Regions from separate parts of the Gossypium hirsutum genome. Here region 2 is linked to region 1. Evidence: chromatin contacts called from public Hi-C data. All regions are on one chromosome and are shown on one strand. The core of a region is the stretch at or near the end of the contact, and the rest is flanking DNA. Distances in the headings are between cores, read along the strand shown.

Region 1 (6,012 bases), core at 1,736-4,235:
CACTGAAGAGGAAACTAGAGATCAATTTATTATTATTATTATTTAAAATGCCAATTCTCAAACAGGTTTGGAATATGTTTCTTCAAGCATGTGAAGTTTGCTTTCAAATTGAACAATGGCAAGATGCAATGGCCTGGGCAATTCGCAGTTCAAAAGAAATTTTTGTATGCAAGCGTTCTTGAATGCGCTTGTCCATGGAAGTTTGAGATCTAGTCCTTCACTCTTGGCAAATCGCAAATCAATCGAAGAACCCAAAAACCCCAATACCTGAAGTTAGTTAATATCAGTCATGTCAAATGGATACTAAAGTATGTTTAGCATCTATGTCTTGGACATAAATTTACACATGTTTATCATCATCACAGATCTCTATAGTACAAGTACAATTAATATTTAATGTAACAGTTGGTGGCATCTTTTGTTAATGAAGATCACAGGTGGCATGTCAATTTCCAGAAGATATCAAACACCATTACTAAAAGTAATGGCACAAACCGAATGCTACCACAAACCCTAAAACCCTAAATGCTACCACAAACTGAAATGGCACTTATTATTTACACTATTAAAATGATCAATTCATTTCAGGGTAACTGTAAAAGGGAAATAACCTAAAACTAGTGACATGGTGAAAAGTAAAAGCATGAAAAAGTTCCCACCAAGTCTAGGCACTTAAACAAATTAGAATACCTTAAACAACCGTTGAAAGAACAGCAAGGGTGCGATATTTTTCATAACAAGTTAAACTCCAAAAATAGAGTTGAAGTGAACGGAATATAACATGTTAGGAGGCTGGTTAGGGTTAAATGGTGCAACTTGTCTTTATAGTTCATCATAGCTCATGTATGTCATCCATCCAAAAACTTAATTTGTTAGATTAAAAATACTATGGCCTCCCTTGTAGACTCAGAAAAAACTTGTTAAAGTGCCTGCAAAATGTTCTAAATATGCAAAAGACTAACGGCAGTATCAGTCATCCGATGTTGAGTAGCACTTCACTAAGTTAACAATTCCGGTTTTATTTCAAAACTAAACTAGTAAGATGCTGACTGCTCGAAAAAGCATCAGGGGAAAACCAACATTTTTTCTAATAATCTCAAGCATCACCCAACAAGTGAGGTATGAAAGCACCAGCAACAAGGACAAATGAAAGCTATCACAAGATTAACAACAATATCAATGTAACCAAATCCAGATACAAAACCATGACTCTAATAGGTGTAAACAACATCACAAGTTGCAAATATAAAGAATTTTCCTGCTCTTTTCCACATAAAAACCAAGTTGCATATGGGAGAGTAATTCTTGAAACTCAATTCTCACATAAAATCTAAAAGCAATCTAACCAAAACAGAAAGGTCATATAATTCGATATCAACGAAGTCCAAATTAAAAGATACAACATTACCAGCATCTATTCTACCGATGGATATTAAGCATGTCCTTGGCTTCACTCTGCTCCTCCAACAGCCCTTCACTCGCATACTTACTTAAAAGCTCCATCTTCTTCCTTTCAACAACCATCCTCTCAATCTCCTTCTCATCAGGCAATGGCACGTGCACGACAAATTCCCTCTCCTTATCCTTCCTCTCTTTCTCCTCCCTCTCCCTCCTCTCCTCCTCCACCACATCCTCCTCTTCCTCAAACAAAACCTCTCTCGCAGCAGCTCCCACGCTAACCACCTCCTTCGCCCCTCTCCTTGCCTCTCTTCTAATCTCCTCCACTCTCCGCCACTCTTCCTCGGCTTCAGCCCTCATCTTTGCCTCAGCTGGCCCCTCCACTCTAGCTAAAACTCCATCCTCTTCATCCCTATACCCATAATAACTCGCATCAATCCTCTTATAAATATCATATCTAGTTCTCCTCTTTCGCAACTCCGGCGGCTTCTCAAACAACTCCCTAACTCCCGGCAACTTCTTTGCGGCTCCGAAATACCGATACCCAGGGCCACGGCCACTGGGGTTTGGAACATCCACTATGTTCCCTTCTAAATCTGTCATTTTAGGGGCATGTTTGGCGTAATTCGGGCCGCCGAGTTCAACGATGCGCCGTTCCCAGTGCGACTTCTCTCGTATAAGCTTATTGATCTCGTCGTTAAGGTCGCGGAGTCGATGTTCTCCGAGGCCTTCATTCTGAATCTCAGCGACCTTGCGGCCAATCTCTCGCATGATTTGTTGACGCCATTTGTCGGCCTCAGCAAGGTCACGGCACTCAGAGGCGAGGAAAGGGCGGCGTTCTTTGGGCTTCTTTTTTTCCTCGGCTTTTAGGGCTATGAATCGATTGAGCATCGACTGGGCTTTCTCTTCGTTTCGAGCCATATTGTGATTGAGGGTTTCGGAACCAAGAGCTAGCTTTTGAGAAAGTTTAGCAAATGAGAGTCAGAAAAGCTTTAACCGCTTAATCTCCAAATAAATAACTCAGTGCAGACAGAAAAAGGAACAATGTAAAAATTGCTAATTAAGTTCCTCGGTATTCTCGGCAACCAAACAGAGGTTAAAGTAACAATAGTTACATGAAAAAATAAGAAATAAATTTACCATTAAATGTGCACAACAGATTAGAAAAAAACTGAAAAAGTATGAAGGCAAGGCCAATATTTCTCTAGACCTTATCATTGAAATGCCTCCATTTACCAAAAGAAAATCAAATTTAATGAAAAACAAAGGATTTTGAAATTCACCTGCCCTGAAACGTGAGCTGAAAGTGAGACGTCTTAAAACTTGAAACGTTTCAGAAAGAAATGGCAAGTCTGCTCGCTCGATCCGTATTAAAATTATAAAGCCTCCAGCGGGTGTGTGGTGGGTTGGTAGTGACTGCCTGACTGGTGAACGATGATGGTGGTGGCCGGTGGGTGTTGGAGTGGAGAAGGAAAAGTTATTTTGTTAGGGATTTAGAAATTAGCTGTTAGGGATTAGAAATTGGGGGAGTCGGCTGAAGAGGAAAAGGAAAGAAGCGGTAGACAGGCATGTGATTCGGGCCGGGCTTAGGATAAAAAAGTTTTATCTGAGGATCGGTTTATTTAAAAAATGGATTTTTATTTATTTATTAAAATTTACCTTTTAGAATTATATTTTTGTTCAAATTTTTTTTATTTTTCAGATAAATTTTCGGATTTAAACAGATCATTTGAATCATGATTAAGTCTAATTATAACTAAAACTCTAGAAGAATTAAAATTGAAACATGATAAACCAGCCAAAAAGAGAGAAGGAAAGAGAGACCTCCGAATCGAGATTTGTAACTTGGTTATGATTTTGATAGTTCGTGCAAGGTGCATGTCTGATACTTCTATTTTTTTAAAAGAATTTTATCTCTCCACTTTAGAAATTAATCTCTATATTTCATTGGTAAATCCAAAAACTGATAAGTTCATCCAATCTTTTGCTAATGTTACTAATCTTTATTAATTCCTTGAACATAAATTATTGAATTACTAATTTTTACTAATTCCAATGCTAATTTTTAAGACTAAGTCAACATTTTACGTCAAAGTTTAACTATGTTATCTAATTGAATTATTTTAAGTTTCTGTAAAATAAAATTCTGACAAATAAAAAAAAAAATTCTCAACTTTTATAAATTGAAAAAGGAAAAAGTTATAATTAAACCTTTTTTTTCTTTAACAATTTTTTTCCCTTAATAGTGATCCAACCCCAGTCTTAATAATCAAGCTCTTAAGTTGCAGAACAAAATTCTAAGCTTCTACACGAGAAGAGACTAAATAAAATTTAAGACACCGTTAGTAGGAGGGACTAGATAAAATTCAAGACATCCCTAGTATGATTAATACGGTAAAAGAAAAACAGGCGTCAATAATTCAAGCTATCAGATTATTATAGCAAGCAAGTCCTCAAAGAGGAAATAATAATTGTAAGTTGCTGCCTATGCTTGGATCACAACACATCATGCTAGTTTCAACGTTAAACCGGAAAATATGACATTGCTCAATTTCAATGTTGAATACTTCTTGTTTTGAGACTCATTGCCATCAGAGAAAATCACACTACATTGCAGCTGTAATTGATCATCAGTTTCACGAGTGAAGTTTGTCCCTTGCCTACTGCAGCCGCAAAAGATCTAGTGAGAAAAACATTCATTAGAACAAAGGAGGCATAGAAATTGGCAGGTTGTTGATACAGGTTCCTAGCAATTAATATAGTAAATATACTTTCAAGATACCTACATCATATACTCGCCAGACCAATTCCTACTACACCAAAATATACCCTGCTCATGTTCATTTTTACGGGTAAGAAGTATATGTGCAACACTTGGATTATTAACTGTCGAGCAAATTTTTACGATAAAAATAGATGTCTAATCCACACAGGCACACATGCAATGCGCGCCCACATACACAGGATGACATTCGAATATATCACAAATTGGAAGTCAGATTGAACAAGAAGATGCCAATACTACAAAAACTTAAACATGCCAAATGGCAAACGTGACCAATAACAGGAAGCACCAATTGGAACTCAGCCAGAGCAAGAAACAATTTATTTATAACATAACTTGATCAAAAATATTGCTGTAATTGAGCATCGAAGACTTAGTATCCAACATAGTCGAAACCTATGTTTTAAACAAAACTATGAAGTAGTCTTTGAATGGTAGCAAGTAAAACCGTCAATCAATGCCATATGAATTCTATCCTATGGTTCTACCTTCAATGAATCAATTTCAAGTCCAGAGATTAGTGAATGATAGTGCAATAAAAAAAGCAAGTTATTAGTTTAAGTAAGATTGAAAGTGTTGCATAACTGATATAATCAAACCAACAAAAGTCACTCACTCATATTTGGATTTTAAGTCCTAATTGGTTTAAATTCAACTCCCACTCCCACCCCCACCCCACCCCCCCCCCCAAAAAAGAAGAGTTCCATATACATTCACTTCAAGTTGAATTTTTAATAAGAAAAAAACAGCATTACTTAAAACACTTAACGATTCGTCAATAACCTAATGAAGAAAAAGGGTTAAAATACCTTCCACCTCGCCTTCACCTAAGCTTCTGCTTGGTGGAACTTTTCTTAGCCGCTTCCTTAACCTTCTCAATATACCCTTCAATAGGTGGAGTCAAAGACGCCATCAATCGATTTGCCGGAAATGGGGTCAAATCTGGTATCATAGCCGCCTCCTTAAGTTTCTCCGGCAACGCATCAATTGCCTCCTTTTTCATTCTCAACAAATTAGTCTCAGCAGCCTGCCTTGCCCTATGCTTCCTCATCAAAACCCGACTATACTCCTTGGACAATCTCCGGCCATCCTCCACCGTCAGCTCATATTTGGGTATCTTATCGGCATCGACAAGGCCCAATGTAATCAAATCCAGCCCCGGAGTTCCCATAATCATAGGCTCGTCAGGGACTCCCATTGCCTTTCTTCCTCCCTTCTTCAAAATCTCCATTTCCCGTTGCCGCTCCTTGCTTATTAATCCCAATTTTTCTCGTTCGGCTTCGCGGGCTCGCTCTTTCGGTGAGAGGTGACGGACCGGTGTGGGTGCATTGAGGCATTGGTCGTAGAGTTTTTGCTTCTCGTCGGGGATTCTGCCGCCTTTGGGGAGGGAATCGTCGAGAGAAGCGCCGCCTTTTCCTTTTTTAGTGGAGATTTTGGAGCGTTTCAAAGGTTGGCCGGCTTTGAGTTTGGATTTGCCTTTGGCGGTTCCACTGACGGTGCAGCGTTGGAGGAATTGGTGAGTCAGAGTTGTTAGAGGTTTGGGGTTTTTGGCGATTCGGATCATTGTGTTTCCGGTAGGTTTAAGGGTTCTAACAAAGAACCCAATGAAGGAATAGAAATAGAGAAGGTGAACACACCGCCCGAGCCCTTAGTTGTTTTGGATGGACTGTCTTTATTTATAATTAGTGTAAAAATAAATTAACAATGAAATTGGATATGAATGAGATAAAAAACATGTTAAATGCACTATATTAAAAATAAACCCCAGGGCCTTAATTTTTCATTTTTGCTCATTTATCATTTTAAGTTTACCTAATTTTATTTTTTCT
Region 2 (6,012 bases), core at 1,942-4,441, 150 kb after region 1:
AAAAAGTACAAAAAATAAAAGAATCATCTCAGAGAATAAGGCCTCTCTCCTATATATATATAGTACTCTCGTACATCCTTCATCAACACTAAATCGGTAGCCACCTGTAATAGCCTTAATCATCATGTCTCCCACTATGAGACTATCTATTTCAAAATCATCTAGATTATGGTTGGAATCCAACCTTCCTCAACCTACCCGCCACTTAACTTTAATTACAAAAAGAACTTACCAGAATAGAAAACTTTTCAATTTAATCCACAATTCTCCTTTGCAACATACGACTTAACAAATATGGGTGCATCTTATCTTTAATTACAAAAAGAACTTACCAGAATAGAAAAATTTTCAATTTTATCTGCAATTCTCCTTTGCAACATACGACTTAACAAATATGGGTGCAACAATATCTATAAGGTAAAAGTAATGTAAAAGTAAGTATTAGGAATACTTAGTAAGCTCATACAAATTCAATAATTAACCAACCTCACATGACCAATATATGTTAATCTAATTTGCAAACATAGTTTACCTTTCAACCAACACAGATTATCAGAGAGGTAAGTGTATACCCTGAATTATATACACTACGCCAAGTATGCAACATGATATTTTAACTTTCTTGTTCAAATAGCCCATCTTTCTTTTAAGGGTACAAATTCAAAATTTTAACAACAATTCTCCTATTACCTCTATTCCATAACTTACCAATTTCACTATTTGCATATTCTACTATACCCGATGAAACATCATAAAATAACTTGAAACACAGGTTCTCTTCACATCAGAGGCTCTTCTGAGCTAGTCACATACAGAGGTGTCAGGTTAATTGTCCAGGCTAAACCTTTATCGATACAAAGAAAACCTGGTCAAAGTTGTATATACATGTAAGGTTACCAATCCAAGCTAAATCTATGTCACATGTATCTTCAAGTCAGCAACAAATATTGGATATCAGAATCATCATGAAATAACATGTATGAATGTGTACGAGTCTTTTACTAAGTTCATCAAGATGCTTTCATTTTATAATTTAATATCTCATTGCTATATTCAACAAACTGAATCTAACTTACCAAATTCAATTTATATAATTTAAATAATAAAATTAACGAAGAATTAAATAGCGTTTATATTGTATGAACTTATCTGGCAGAATGGAAACACACCACGATAAAGCCTACTTAACAACCTTCCCTTTTCCGTGGCCTTCTCTTTGCGGATTCAAATATTGATCTATAACATAATTTAATTCAATTCTTATCAACCAAATATCATTGATCATCTCACTGTATAGATATAAGTCAGTTCAATTCTATCACTTGAAATTCTAAATACTATTCATCAGCTTACAATGCATTTAAACCTGTTTCGGACATTCATACTTGAATCTTTATAATTAAGAATAACAATTCTTCACTTTATCAAGTAGATCTTTTTCATATCTGAATTTCTAATTTAATCAATTAACACCAACACCTTAAGCACATAACAATGATAACACTTCAAAACTTTAACAATTTTGAAAATAGAGACAGGAGTTAACTAAATTGAGTTATCACGTTCACAAAAACATAAAATTTATAAGAATTAGACTACAATTTACTTACTATGCAAGGCTGAAAGCTAAAGAGATTCTTAAAGCTTTTCTTTTCTCCTACTATGGTGAGATTTCAAAGAAAAAGATGAGAATCAAAATAATTCTTTTTCCTTCCACTTAAATACTTATTCTCGCATTTATCAAAGTGTTATTTTACTAACATTCTAATAGGTGTTCATCCTAATCCATGCATCAATTGTCCACTAACATTGAAAGTGGACAATTGCTATATAAAACCTTTTAACTCCTAAAGTTCAAGTATGACTAACTATTACCTTCATTACAACTTAGTCTTTAAACTAAAATCAATTATCAAATCAACCTAATTATCAAATCAGAATTTCTTATAACAATATAATAAACTAGCAATCATGAAATATGAAAATTTATAGACTCAACCATCGGTAAATGGAGTTTTGAAACCACCATTTTCGGTAACAAATTCATACAATAAACAATAAGCAATAAAGGGGATCATTACACCTTATAATATGCTAACTCTATTTGATGTATGCCAACTAGTTTTACTGGACATTAATCATTTTATACAAGTATAGACATTTATATAAACAAAACAAAATCAATAATTAACATAGAAATGTGAGATTTTAGGTGAATGTTCACTTGTCTCTTACAGCCTTATTTGCTTCAAGAATGAACATTCAATACTCAATTTAGCAATAACATCCAATTAACAATCATAACAAGTAATAAATCAAACACATGATATACAAACAAAACAGTGAACCATGCTTCAATAATCCGATACTCGCTACCCTATAACGAAACTAATTCGTAATCCGCTTTGAATGCTTCAAACGTGATGTTGATCATTTTAAATCCTCAATATCAACCCATATATAATTAAAAATACAAAACTTTTCTTCTTACCAACTATACTTAAAATTTATTTTCTTTCTACTTTTTCATTTATTCCTTCTACTTTTTCACTCAATCAAACACATTAGATCACAAGAACCTTGAATCATTAGCTTGATAGGTGCTTGGAAACTTGTTTAGATGGAAAATAAATAGATAATATTTTTTATTTAAATTTAATTATAAAATATAAAAAAATTTGAACAATAAAATTCGTTGTTCCGATTCAATTTGTTATCAAGTTTTACAGCCTATGCATGCCAATCAAGGTTCGAGGTTGACACAATTGGTCCAATATCAGGGTTTTCACACATTTAGCATTAGGATCCGCTAATTTAAATTTTTTTAAAATGTGTTTGGTAATTTTATTAACTTTTTAATTAATATAAAATTTTTCAACAAAAAAATGTTGAATAAGATAAGTAGGTAAGTAGCTTACATATTCTTCTTCTTCTTGGTTAAAAAGTAAGATATCCAAACTATTATGTTTAATTTTTTTATAAAAAATATATAAAATAAATTAAAATAGTAATAGTAATAACTAATAAGATTGAATTTAAGAAATAAATAATTTTGAAAAAAATTAAATTTATCCAAAGGAATAATTACATTCAATATTTAATTTTATTAAGAATATAAATTCATCACTAAAATTTTTTTTTATAAAATTACAAATATATACATATAAATATTGTGCCAAGGCATTTTATTTTTTTGAGAAGTACCCACAAACATGGATGAAACAAATAGTAAGCCCAAACATAGAGAGGCAAACCCAGAGTTGCGCAGCGAACATTGACCCTTCTTTCCTGGTAAGGGGAATCTGGAAACCAAAATATCAAAAATTCTCTTGGGTTGCAAATGTACGTTTGGATGGCTCAATTTGTTAGAGCATCACCACCACCAGCCACATCACTCTGCTTTCGTCCAAAACTATTTTCTCCATTCCCCAGAACCAGGATGGCAGTCAATCCCACCAACACATCACCTTCCTTCAACTCCAGGAAGCTTCCGATTTTGCTGTTTGACATCATGGACACCATTGTTCGTGACCCTTTTTACCATGACGTCCCTGCCTTCTTCGGGTAACTGGGTTTTTCATCTCCCTCCCCTCTTTCTCTTTTTTAATTCTTGTTTCGAATTGTGTTTGTTGGGTTTATATCATTTTTTTTTTCATTTCAAACCAATATAACTGCCACTGCTGGCGATAGTTTTTGAAGTGATCAAAGTTAAATTCGATGGTCAGAATGTCTTTGAAGGAACTAATTGAATGCAAGCATCCAACTGCATGGCTTGAGTTCGAAAATGGGGTGATTGATGAGGTACACCTAGATTAATAATGTGGGAAAGTTATATTTCTCTAGATTTTATTGACTAAAGTAGTCTTATGAGTAAGTGTTGGAAGATCTTTTAAACTGTTTGATTGAGGTACCTAACAAATTATAATATTTATTGAAACATGTTTCACTTGTCAATTTTTTAGGATTGATTGCCATTTCAAGCAATAAAAGCTAAGTTGGATGTTTATTCCTTTGAATTTTTGTACATAAAGGCGAGTTGAATAGAGTTCCGTAGTAACAGCTTTGACCTCAAGCTGTTTTGTGTACGAGAGGCTTGAAACCATCCCTGAGCTTGAATAAGTTTCATTTTATAAACTTGATCTTGACTTAATTAGGATCAAATATCTTAAAGAATATGTAATGTTATTTGTTCTATACCATTCATTTATTCAGACACACATAGGCCCTAAAAATAATAATATTATATATATTATAGTACATATAGATGATAATATATGCATTTTACTAAAAATATACATTTTTAAATGCTTTGTTATCCCTGCCGGTGTTTGAGCCTGAACTTGACTTGGCAGAGGAGGAGTAGAACTTGACTATTTCCTGAGTAGCTTGCACAGCATGTTGACCCACTTACAACCCGAGTTGGTGACATTGCATTAGTTTTGATTTTTCTTACTTCCCATCATTGTTGTCTTCTTACATCTCCTGCAAAATATCATTTAGCTGTTAAACACAAAATGAAATGGCCCTTTGTAGTCCTTTTCCTTCGTCTTTGATGTACTTTGCTTTCTGATAAGTGGATATAGTAGCTAAAACATTAGTCTATTAACAATATTTCTCTAGGCTTCAGCTAGTGAAGCTTGTGTACACAACCGAAGCATAACACACCACATATCTGTTGCCTTTAGATTAACTATCAGTACATTCATTGATTATTATTTATATTCTTTATTGTCCAGTATCCTTATTAGTTTTATGCCAACGTTAACCTATCCATAACCATGATCCTTTATTATATTGACCTGTATAGTTGATTCTTTGACAGAAACCTACTAGACCTTGTAAATTTCCAGTCCACCAGAAACATACTATTAAAGGATTACTTGATCATTGCGGTTTCAGTTTCACATTTATAAATGGAACTTTTGAATTTATACTTTATTACTGTACTTTCTACTGCATTTTTTAGCAATATAATTTGTGACTGAAAGCATGTAAAATAATTCCATGCCTTTCTTCTATGTTTAATATCCCCTTTTTCTCTTTCGCTCCCTTTCACTTATGGGTCTCTTCATTGCTATATGACTCATCTTTAAGACGCTGCTTTTCTCTCAATTTTATTGCCTTGCTGTTTACCTTCTGGTCTGGAGTGTGAGAAAGTTATCTTATTTCCTTTCAGGATGAGCTAGAAGGAAAATTCTTTAAAGACAGAAGACCTTTTGATTTGCAAGGTTGGTTTTGCATTTGTTTTCATGATGTTATTCTTTTAATCCATTGTCTCGAGGCTGATTAGCATTTTCATTAGATATAAGCAAAATATGCTTGATTTTAGTATAAATTCTCAAATAAAAATGAAATTAAATATTTTGCATTGTTAGGGGCAGATATTTGTTTCATTGAGCCATTTTCTTAATCTTTTTGTTGCATATGACACATAGATTCCTTTTCCATGATCTTTTAGTTCCACAATGCTAGTTTTGACGGTGTCTATATAGGAAACCTACGTTGCGTGGTATAGAAACGTTTATTGCTAACTGTAAAGAAAAAGGTTTAAGGATGCGCGCATATTGACAATGTGGGGTTTGGAGATAAGAGTCTACTTAAGAAGTATGTTCAATCACTTCTTGGAATCCTGAAGAAACTGGTTTCACTGTTAATGGCTTGATGACATCAACCTAAGAGAAGTATGGGAATTTTGATATTAAAGAAGGTAGAAAAGAAATGGGTTGTGTTTGCTAAAAACTAAGCACAGCAATCGTAGTTCTTAGGCTATTCTGGGGCCTTATACTATAATTGTGAATAAAAGAGCCAAACCATCAGGGTTTCTGGTGCTGACTATGCTGTACTGATGTGGTTTAGGGGAGAAAACAATAGCAATTAAAAGAATTAGAGCTGAACAAACGAATAGGAAAGATGGAACTCTAGAAAACTTAGGTTATAGAAAACCTCTAACTTTCCTATTAATTCAAAGGAAATAATCAGAATAATAATTATGGCTGTAAAGTCTAAAACTTA

Evidence for each region. A called contact is a pair of places that touch in the nucleus more often than the background predicts.
Region 2: a Hi-C map of leaf shows a contact between it and region 1, with 8 times the contacts expected there. The contact joins the promoter of LOC107950577 here to the promoter of LOC107950582 in region 1. A contact is called at or near these places in 14 of 34 Hi-C or Micro-C datasets (anther, callus, fibers and 3 more).

Annotation. Positions count from the first base shown.
Region 1 is chrD03:7,504,032-7,510,043 of Gossypium_hirsutum_v2.1, forward strand. LOC107950582 (pre-mRNA-splicing factor ISY1 homolog) reads right to left here and starts at 2,986. Exons shown (of 2, transcript XM_016885460.2): 1 at 2,682-2,986; 2 at 1,155-2,348. The coding sequence starts at 2,319. The coding sequence ends at 1,420. It overlaps LOC107950583, which reads right to left and starts at 5,852. Exons shown (of 2, transcript XM_016885462.2): 1 at 4,993-5,852; 2 at 3,815-4,061. The coding sequence starts at 5,747. The coding sequence ends at 5,007.
Region 2 is chrD03:7,657,965-7,663,976 of Gossypium_hirsutum_v2.1, forward strand. LOC107950577 (flavin mononucleotide hydrolase 1, chloroplatic) reads left to right here and starts at 3,192. Exons shown (of 7, transcript XM_016885455.2): 1 at 3,192-3,564; 2 at 3,726-3,801; 3 at 5,177-5,228. The coding sequence starts at 3,341.